Linked DNA regions of Ovis aries: region 2 is linked to region 1. The links are chromatin contacts, called in public Hi-C maps. All regions are on one chromosome and are shown on one strand. The core of a region is the stretch at or near the end of the contact, and the rest is flanking DNA. Distances in the headings are between cores, read along the strand shown.

Region 1 (3,614 bases), core at 595-3,094:
AATGACTGTGAGATTCAAAATTTTTTTGTTGAAAGAACTGCATTCACCATAATCACTTTTTGAAAGCTGACACATTTTACATTACTGTTTGGTCTACTACAGTTATAATACGCCTATTCAGTTCAGTTATCAGAAAAAGAAGACATCAACATGTTTTCACTTATCAGGTAAATTGCAAAGTAGTTTCACATTTTGTCTTTTTTGGCCTAGAAAAAAAATGTTCCCAATAGGTTCTGATCACGTGTCCGCTCCGGGTGACTGCAGAGAGGAAAACAAGGATAATCAATGTGAGAAATCTACACTGAGAACACAACAAAATAACATTCAACGGATTCTTATCACCTGGTTACATCTGGAAGCCACTGTGCAGTTAGGCTAGGCCACTCCAGAGCATGGGTCATCACCAAATCGTAAAGAAAAGGGGTGTTCTTTTTCCATATTTTGTATTCTTCGTTGATCACACGTTCTTCTACTGCGTCATCAAAGGCTGCTAAAAAATAAAAAAACAAATTAAGTTAGCGACCACAAATGGAAACCGAGTAAACACTTCCAAAGCCACCGGCACTCCTAAATCCCGATTCTGAAATGGAGATCTGTCTAAATCTCCTCGAGGCACAGCCACCAACGCCGCTCTCCGGCCTCGCGGGGCTTTAACTGCTGGGCTCATCGCTGCCAAACGCCGTTAGCCGCTCGGGCGACGGCATCGGGAGGAGCACAGAACCGGCGGGGAGGCCGGAGCACCGGCCATTGCGGGCAGAAAGCACTGCAGGGAGGACCCGAAGAGAGGCGAGCAGACCGACAGGGCGTGTGGAGAAGGACCAAACACCCGCCGGGGACCCAAACGCCTGCCTCAAGCCGCTGCGCCGGGGCCTCTGCTCTGGAGGAGCTGGCGCGCCGTTAACCCGCCCCGCGGGGCGATTCTCCTCACGCCTGCGATGGCGGGGACGACACTCAGCTGAGTCTGGCCTGTCCTCACTGTTAGGCCGTTTCGAGGCCGCTACGCAACCCCGGCACCCCCCACTCTCCTGGGGCCGCCCCGGAACCCTCACCTTCCTTGTCGGCCATGGCGGGTAGGCAAGCCGGCGGGGATCCCGGGGTTGAGCGTTGCGGGAGGGGCGGGGAGCCTGCGGGCGCTCGCTCTGCGCGCGCGGCCTCTATTGTTTCCTGCCGCCCCTGCGTGAGGGATGACTCGCGCACCTTCGCGCCAACACCGGCCAATCGGAGTGCGCCGAGCGGCGAGGTGGGCGGGGAAGTCGCGTTCGCAACCTATCCAGACGCGTAGAGTCTCTTGCCGCGGGGCCGAGGCGCGCGCTCCGCCCCTGCCCCCACACGGCCCCGAGCCGACTTCCTTCGCTTGCGCGCGCGCGGGTTGGTGAGAGTGAGCCGCCCGAGGTCACGTGAGAGGTTTAGGCCGCACGCTCCTGGGGGGGCAGCCATTTTCTTGAAGAGTGTTCAGCTAGCGACCCCTTGAAAGTAGGGCTTTGAATGAGAAATTTAGGATGTTTTGGGGTCTAGTTGGCCACTCTAGGGGTAAACTGGCAAGAAAGGCCTTTATTTCACCTCGAGGTATCTAATTCAAGTGTTGTCCTATTCCTAGATCCTCCAATATATTTGTTCCCTTACTTCTTAGGACTATTGATGAAGCACGTCCAGAAAATGGGCCTTTGGGCTTTTAAAGAACTCCAAGCGGCGAGACCTAGAACGGAAGTCTTAAGGATTAAGGTTTAGGGGATTAAGTCCTCGAGGATGGTGTTTTAGCCCTTTAAGGGTATCTGTCTAGGGGCGGAGTCTTGGGCGGATGTTGAAAGTCCGGGCTGAAGTCCGGCTGATGAAGGGCGGAAGTTGAGTTTGGGTCCAAACCCGCAATCATGGCGCAGGAAGGGGAAGATGTAAGAGATTACAATTTGACTGAGGAGCAGAAGGCGATCAAGGCCAAGTATCCTCCAGTCAGTCGGAAGTACGAGTGTGAGTAGGTGGCTCACTTCTCTCCTTGCGGGAGGGCTCTGGCTTCCTCTTCCACTTTGCGCCATAGGGTGGTTGGCGCAATTCCCGTTTTCGCCCTGTGTGAATGCTCATCTGAACTAATCCCGGGAAAGCTGAAACGCTGAAGAATAAAGACACCTGGTCTGAGAGTCGGGAAACCTGGGCTCCCCCATATACAATATCTTGAACTCTCCCTGTATATGCTAGTCACATTTATCTTATGGGAATTTTTGTTGTTTAGTTGCTGAGTCCTGTCAGATTCTGCTACCTCAGGGACTGCTGTTCGCCAGCCCCCTCCCCCGCCCCATCTCCTGGAATTTGTTCAAATTTATGTCCATTCAGTCGGTGATGCTATGGAACAATCTAATCCTTTGACCTCCTGCCCCGATTTCCTTTTGCCTTCAATTTTCCCATCATCAGTGAAAGTCGCTCAGTCGTGTCGGACTGTTGGAACCCCATGGATTATATAGTCCATGAAGTTCTCCTGGCCAAAATACTGGAGTGGGTAGCCTTTCACTTCTCCAGGAAATCTTCAGAACTCAAGGATGGAACCCAGGTCTCCCTCAATGCAGGTGGATTCTTTACCAGCTGAGCCAGCAGGAAGCATCAGGGTGTTTTTCAGTGGGTTGGCTGTTTGCACCAAGTGGCCAAAGTATTGGAACTTCAGCTTCCAACTATAGTCCTTCCAATGAATATTCAGGGTTAATGTCGTTTAGAATTGACTGGTTTGATCTCCTTGCAGGCCAAGGGACTCCCAAGACCTGTTCCAGCACCACAATTCAAAAGCATCAATTGTCCCGCGCTCAGCCTTTATGGTCCAGTGCTCACATCAGTCCGTGTGTGTGCATAGTCGCTCAGTCCTGTCGACCCTTTGCAACCCCATGGACTGTGGCCCACCGCGTTCCTCTGTCCATGGGGATTCTCCAGGCAAGAATTCTGGACTGGGTTGCCATGCCCTCCTCCAGGGGATCTTCCCATCCCAGATCAAACCCAGGTCTCTCACATTGCAGGCGGGTTCTTTACCGTCTGAGCCAGCAGGGGAGTCCCACATCCATACAAGACTGCTGGAAAAGCTATAGCTTTGTCTACACAGACCTTTGAGGGAGTTTTACTGGTGTATTCATTGTGAAGAGAGCCATGTTTTGAAGTGTTTTGTGTAACCACCCCCATCCTCATCTATCTCCAACAGTCCTGTAGTTAGAATGTGGCTAGGGTAGAGGATAAGAAAGTTATAAGTAGAGGACTACTAATGTCTTACTTGTATCCTGTGTTAGTAAAAGGACCTGGTTTGCCATTTGTAGCTTAGTGACTTTAGGCAAATCACATAACCTCTTTTTGCATTCTGTTCCTTCCTGTGAGGGCAAAATGAGATAATAATAAATGTGAAAATATAGTGCAGATTCTAAAGTTAGTCTATATAAACGTTAAATTGTTAGCCCTAAAGGTGGATGTGGTTTGGGAGCACAAATTTGGCTCTTATTTCCCCTCTAAAGTTCTTTAATTAATTTCACATTGTTCTCTGTATGCTGGTGTTTAGTTGCTAAGTCCTGTCCAACTTTTTTGACCCCATGGACTAGAGCCCATCAGGCTCCTTTGTCCATGGGTTTCCCAAGGGAAAATACTGGAGTGGG
Region 2 (3,614 bases), core at 732-3,231, 200 kb after region 1:
CACCAACTAGATTTGCCAAGGAATTATCTTTTGAGTATGAAAAAAGTGAGAAATTAAATTGTCTCCCAGGTCTTTGGTTTGAGCAAGTGGAGGGATATGGCTGCTATTGACAGCTTTGGAGAAGTTTGCAGGAAGTTGAGGCAGATACATCGGGAGTTTGGGAACACATTAAGTTAATATGCCTGTTATACAACCAAACACAGATAACGATCCTGGTGTTCAGAGAATACGTGTGGGTTGGAGAGAAAATTCAGAGAACTGTCAGTGTATAGATGGGATTTAAAATTATGTGGCCTGATGACATCATCTGGGGAAATGATGACAGAGATCGAAAATGAGAGGGTCAAGGACTGAGCCCTAGGACATTCTAGGGACAAGAAGCAGGTGTGAAAACAAAACAGCAAAAAACACCTAGAAGGAGACACCAAAGTAGGAGGAAATTCAGAAAGGCAAGATGTCCTGGAAGCCACGTGAAGAAAACGTCTGAAGAAGGAAAGTGATCAATTGCGTTAAATAAGATACTGATGGTTCAAATTAGATAAGAATTGCAAATTGGCCACTGCTCTTTGTACCCTAACAGAAGTAATTCAAATAACTGTGGAGAGGCAAAAACCTCACTGAAGTGAGATCAAGAGAAAATGGAGACGTGAGTATAGGGAATACTTTCAGGAGTTTTGCTTTAAAGGGGAGTAGGGAAATGGTGATGGGTCAAGAGAGGGTTAGTTTTTTGTTTGCTCGATATTAAGATGGGAGAAGTAACAGCATGCATGATGACAGAAATAATCTTGTAAGAAGAGAAACAAAATGGAGTGGGGGAAAAGAATTATTATAGCTACACCCATAGACAAGAGACAATATATAGGCACCTACCGAAGAGCACAGGGAACTCTACTCAGCACTCTGAAATGACCCATATAAGAAAAGAATCCAAAAAAAGAGTGGATATATATGTATATATATGAGGTCTTCCAGGTGGCATAATGGTAAAGAATCCACCTGCCAGTGCAGGAGACCCAAGAGATGTGGGTTGGATCCCAGCCCATTCTTGCCTGGAAAATTCCATGGACAGAACACTCTGGCAGGCTACATTCCTTGGGGTCACACCACTGAGCAACTGAACACAAATGTATAACTTATTCACTTTGCTGTACAGCAGAAACTAACACAAGATTATAACTCAACTGCACTCCAGTAAAACTTTTAAAAAATTAAAGAGAGGACGGGATCGGGGTCAAAGTATGAGGGTGCAGATGCAGGCAGGTAGCAGATGAGGCGGTAAGAGCAACGGAGGCCTCATTCGGAAAGTTACCACACACACAAAATCTTCCTCCTCCAGACACACACACACAAACACACACACAATCTTTCAACCCCACACCACACACACACACACACACACACACAGAGTCTTTCTCCAGACTATCAACTCCAGACTCACACACAAAATCTTCCTCCTCCAGACACACACACACAAACACACACACAATCTTTCAACCCCACACCACACACACACACACACACACACACACACAGTCTTTCTCCAGACTATCAACTCCAGACTCACCTCACACACTCACAAACACACACACATTCACGTAGTTTTGAGCTGGGTCGCCAAAAATTGAGCTAACTAAATGTGTCTGTCTCCCCAATCTCCTGAGAGTGCCTCCCCCAAAGGTTGCATCGAAGACATCTCTGAATTTTCCTCCAAACAACGCCCAGACCTCCACGGACTGAGCTTGCTCAATTAGCCCGAAGAGACCCCAGGCTGCTGCTACGCGGCAGGTTTCATAAAGGGGGGCGGTCCTAGCCCTGCGCTCAGGGTTACAGACGTTCGAGCTCCAGGCTGGCTCACTCCCTGCCTCCTCTCTACCCGGGTTACAATTCGAACCCCCAGCCACCGGCCAATCTTGACCCAAAACGGCCACCGTATCCTATGTCAGCGGATACCAACTTGGATTCGATGTTGGGGGGCGGGGCTAACATTTGGGGTGGGGCCTGGAGACAATCCTGAGAGCGGATTGGACCGAGCTTTCAGGAGCGGAGTTTTAAGTCCGAACCCTGGCCCGAGTCTGGACCGAGTTTAAGGAGGCGGAGTCTAATGATGGAGCCAGGCGGATATGGGGCTGAGGACGATGTCGGCGCGGGGATTGGGCCGCCCCCTCCGGGGTGGTGCTTGAGGGGGCGGTGCCGTGTCGGAAGTCAAAGGTCAGTAAATAGTGGTGATGTCATGCGGGCAAGATGGCGGAAGGGTGAGCCCGTCATCCAGTTCTCTGGGCGTTGGGCCCCGAATTCTCCCCATGGCTGGGGTGCTGGGCCAGGGTTCCCCGGGGGAACGGGAGGCCAGCGCGGGCCTGACGGAGCTGAAAGGGCGGGGTGGAATCACAGCGTGAGGGGGTGGGGAAGCGGCCTTTGATGCCCCAACCCACGGGCCACATCTGAGAGGGGTACTGAGACCCGATCATTGCGCGGGCCCGAGTCGCACCGCGGGGCCTCCAGATGTGTCTGTCTTCCGCAGGGAGGACGTGGGATGGTGGCGGAGCTGGCTGCAGCAGAGCTACCAGGCAGTCAAGGAGAAGGTAAGCTGGGCCAGCGCCCTTCCTCCAGTGGGGCCCCAAGGCACCTCCCTGAACCCTGTTCCGAGCGTATCCCGCTGAACCTTGTGGGCTCCGGGCCTCAGGGACCAGGCTCACTTGGGCCCTCTGGGAGGAAAGACCCCCGACTTAGACCAGTGTGACTCTACCTACAGTGAAACAGAGATGGTCTTAAAGACTGGAGCGACCGTGTCGTCGGAATCCGTGGGAAAGAGTGGTGTATTCCCACTTGGGAAATTCAGCTTTGTAAAAGAGAGAACATTTGATCTAGGCCTTGAAGAAAAAGGATTCTGCCATAGAAACTTCCTCCTATAGTCATGCAAATAGTAGCGTGTATGCCATAGCCAGCACTCTGACTCTCTGGCCCTCAGGATACCGACATTAGCCCAACAGTTGCAGTCGTGCGCCTCCCCAAACTCATGGTCTAGTGAGGAGACAGCAAGCCCTGTGGGGTGAGTGAGGCTTGGCTCTGCCCGTGGACAATGCCACTGTGTGTTCCTGTTCCATTCCGCGCTGGTTTGTCAAAACCAACTCATCTGAATTCTGGAAAAAGTTAATTACCATTTACCTCAAGCATCTGGGATGAGTCCTGCTTCAGGGCAACTCCAGGAGGCTTCTGGCTTCAGTTAAATCAATGCTCTACTCTGTGAGCATTTTTAGCCTCTCCTGGCCTACATACTAGCCTTTCAGCTACAGCCCAGAAAATCTGAGAATGGCCTGAGCTGTTTATGTTGTTAATGAAGACTCAATTTCAAACTGAGTTTGAAGTTGAGGGAGAATTTCAAACTGAGTTCTAATAGAAGAGACCCCAGAGTAGCTTGCTTCTTGTTGAGCAGTCTTCTGGAAGGAGAGTCTGACATTCATTTAGCAAATGTTGTGTGAGGGCCTCCTATGTATTACTGTCAAGGTTAGTCTTCCCATAACACGAAAATCAGGTCGTTGATTAGCCTTCCATCTTTGTTCTCTCATTTGAAGCAGGGGGAGTGGGTATTGTTTCTGCCTTTGACAATTCCCCATTTG

The links. A called contact is a pair of places that touch in the nucleus more often than the background predicts.
Region 2: a Hi-C map of hypothalamus shows a contact between it and region 1, with 3 times the contacts expected there. The contact joins the promoter of BSDC1 here to the promoter of ZBTB8OS in region 1. A contact is called at or near these places in 2 of 16 Hi-C or Micro-C datasets (blood and hypothalamus).

Annotation. Positions count from the first base shown.
Region 1 is chr2:234,983,138-234,986,751 of ARS-UI_Ramb_v3.0, forward strand. ZBTB8OS (zinc finger and BTB domain containing 8 opposite strand) reads left to right here and starts at 1,845. Exons shown (of 8, transcript XR_006058878.2): 1 at 1,845-1,965. RBBP4 (RB binding protein 4, chromatin remodeling factor) reads right to left here and starts at 1,163. Exons shown (of 12, transcript XM_004005013.5): 1 at 1,050-1,163; 2 at 343-490. The coding sequence starts at 1,065.
Region 2 is chr2:235,179,521-235,183,134 of ARS-UI_Ramb_v3.0, forward strand. BSDC1 (BSD domain containing 1) reads left to right here and starts at 1,982. Exons shown (of 10, transcript XM_060411369.1): 1 at 1,982-2,208; 2 at 2,519-2,579. The coding sequence starts at 2,102.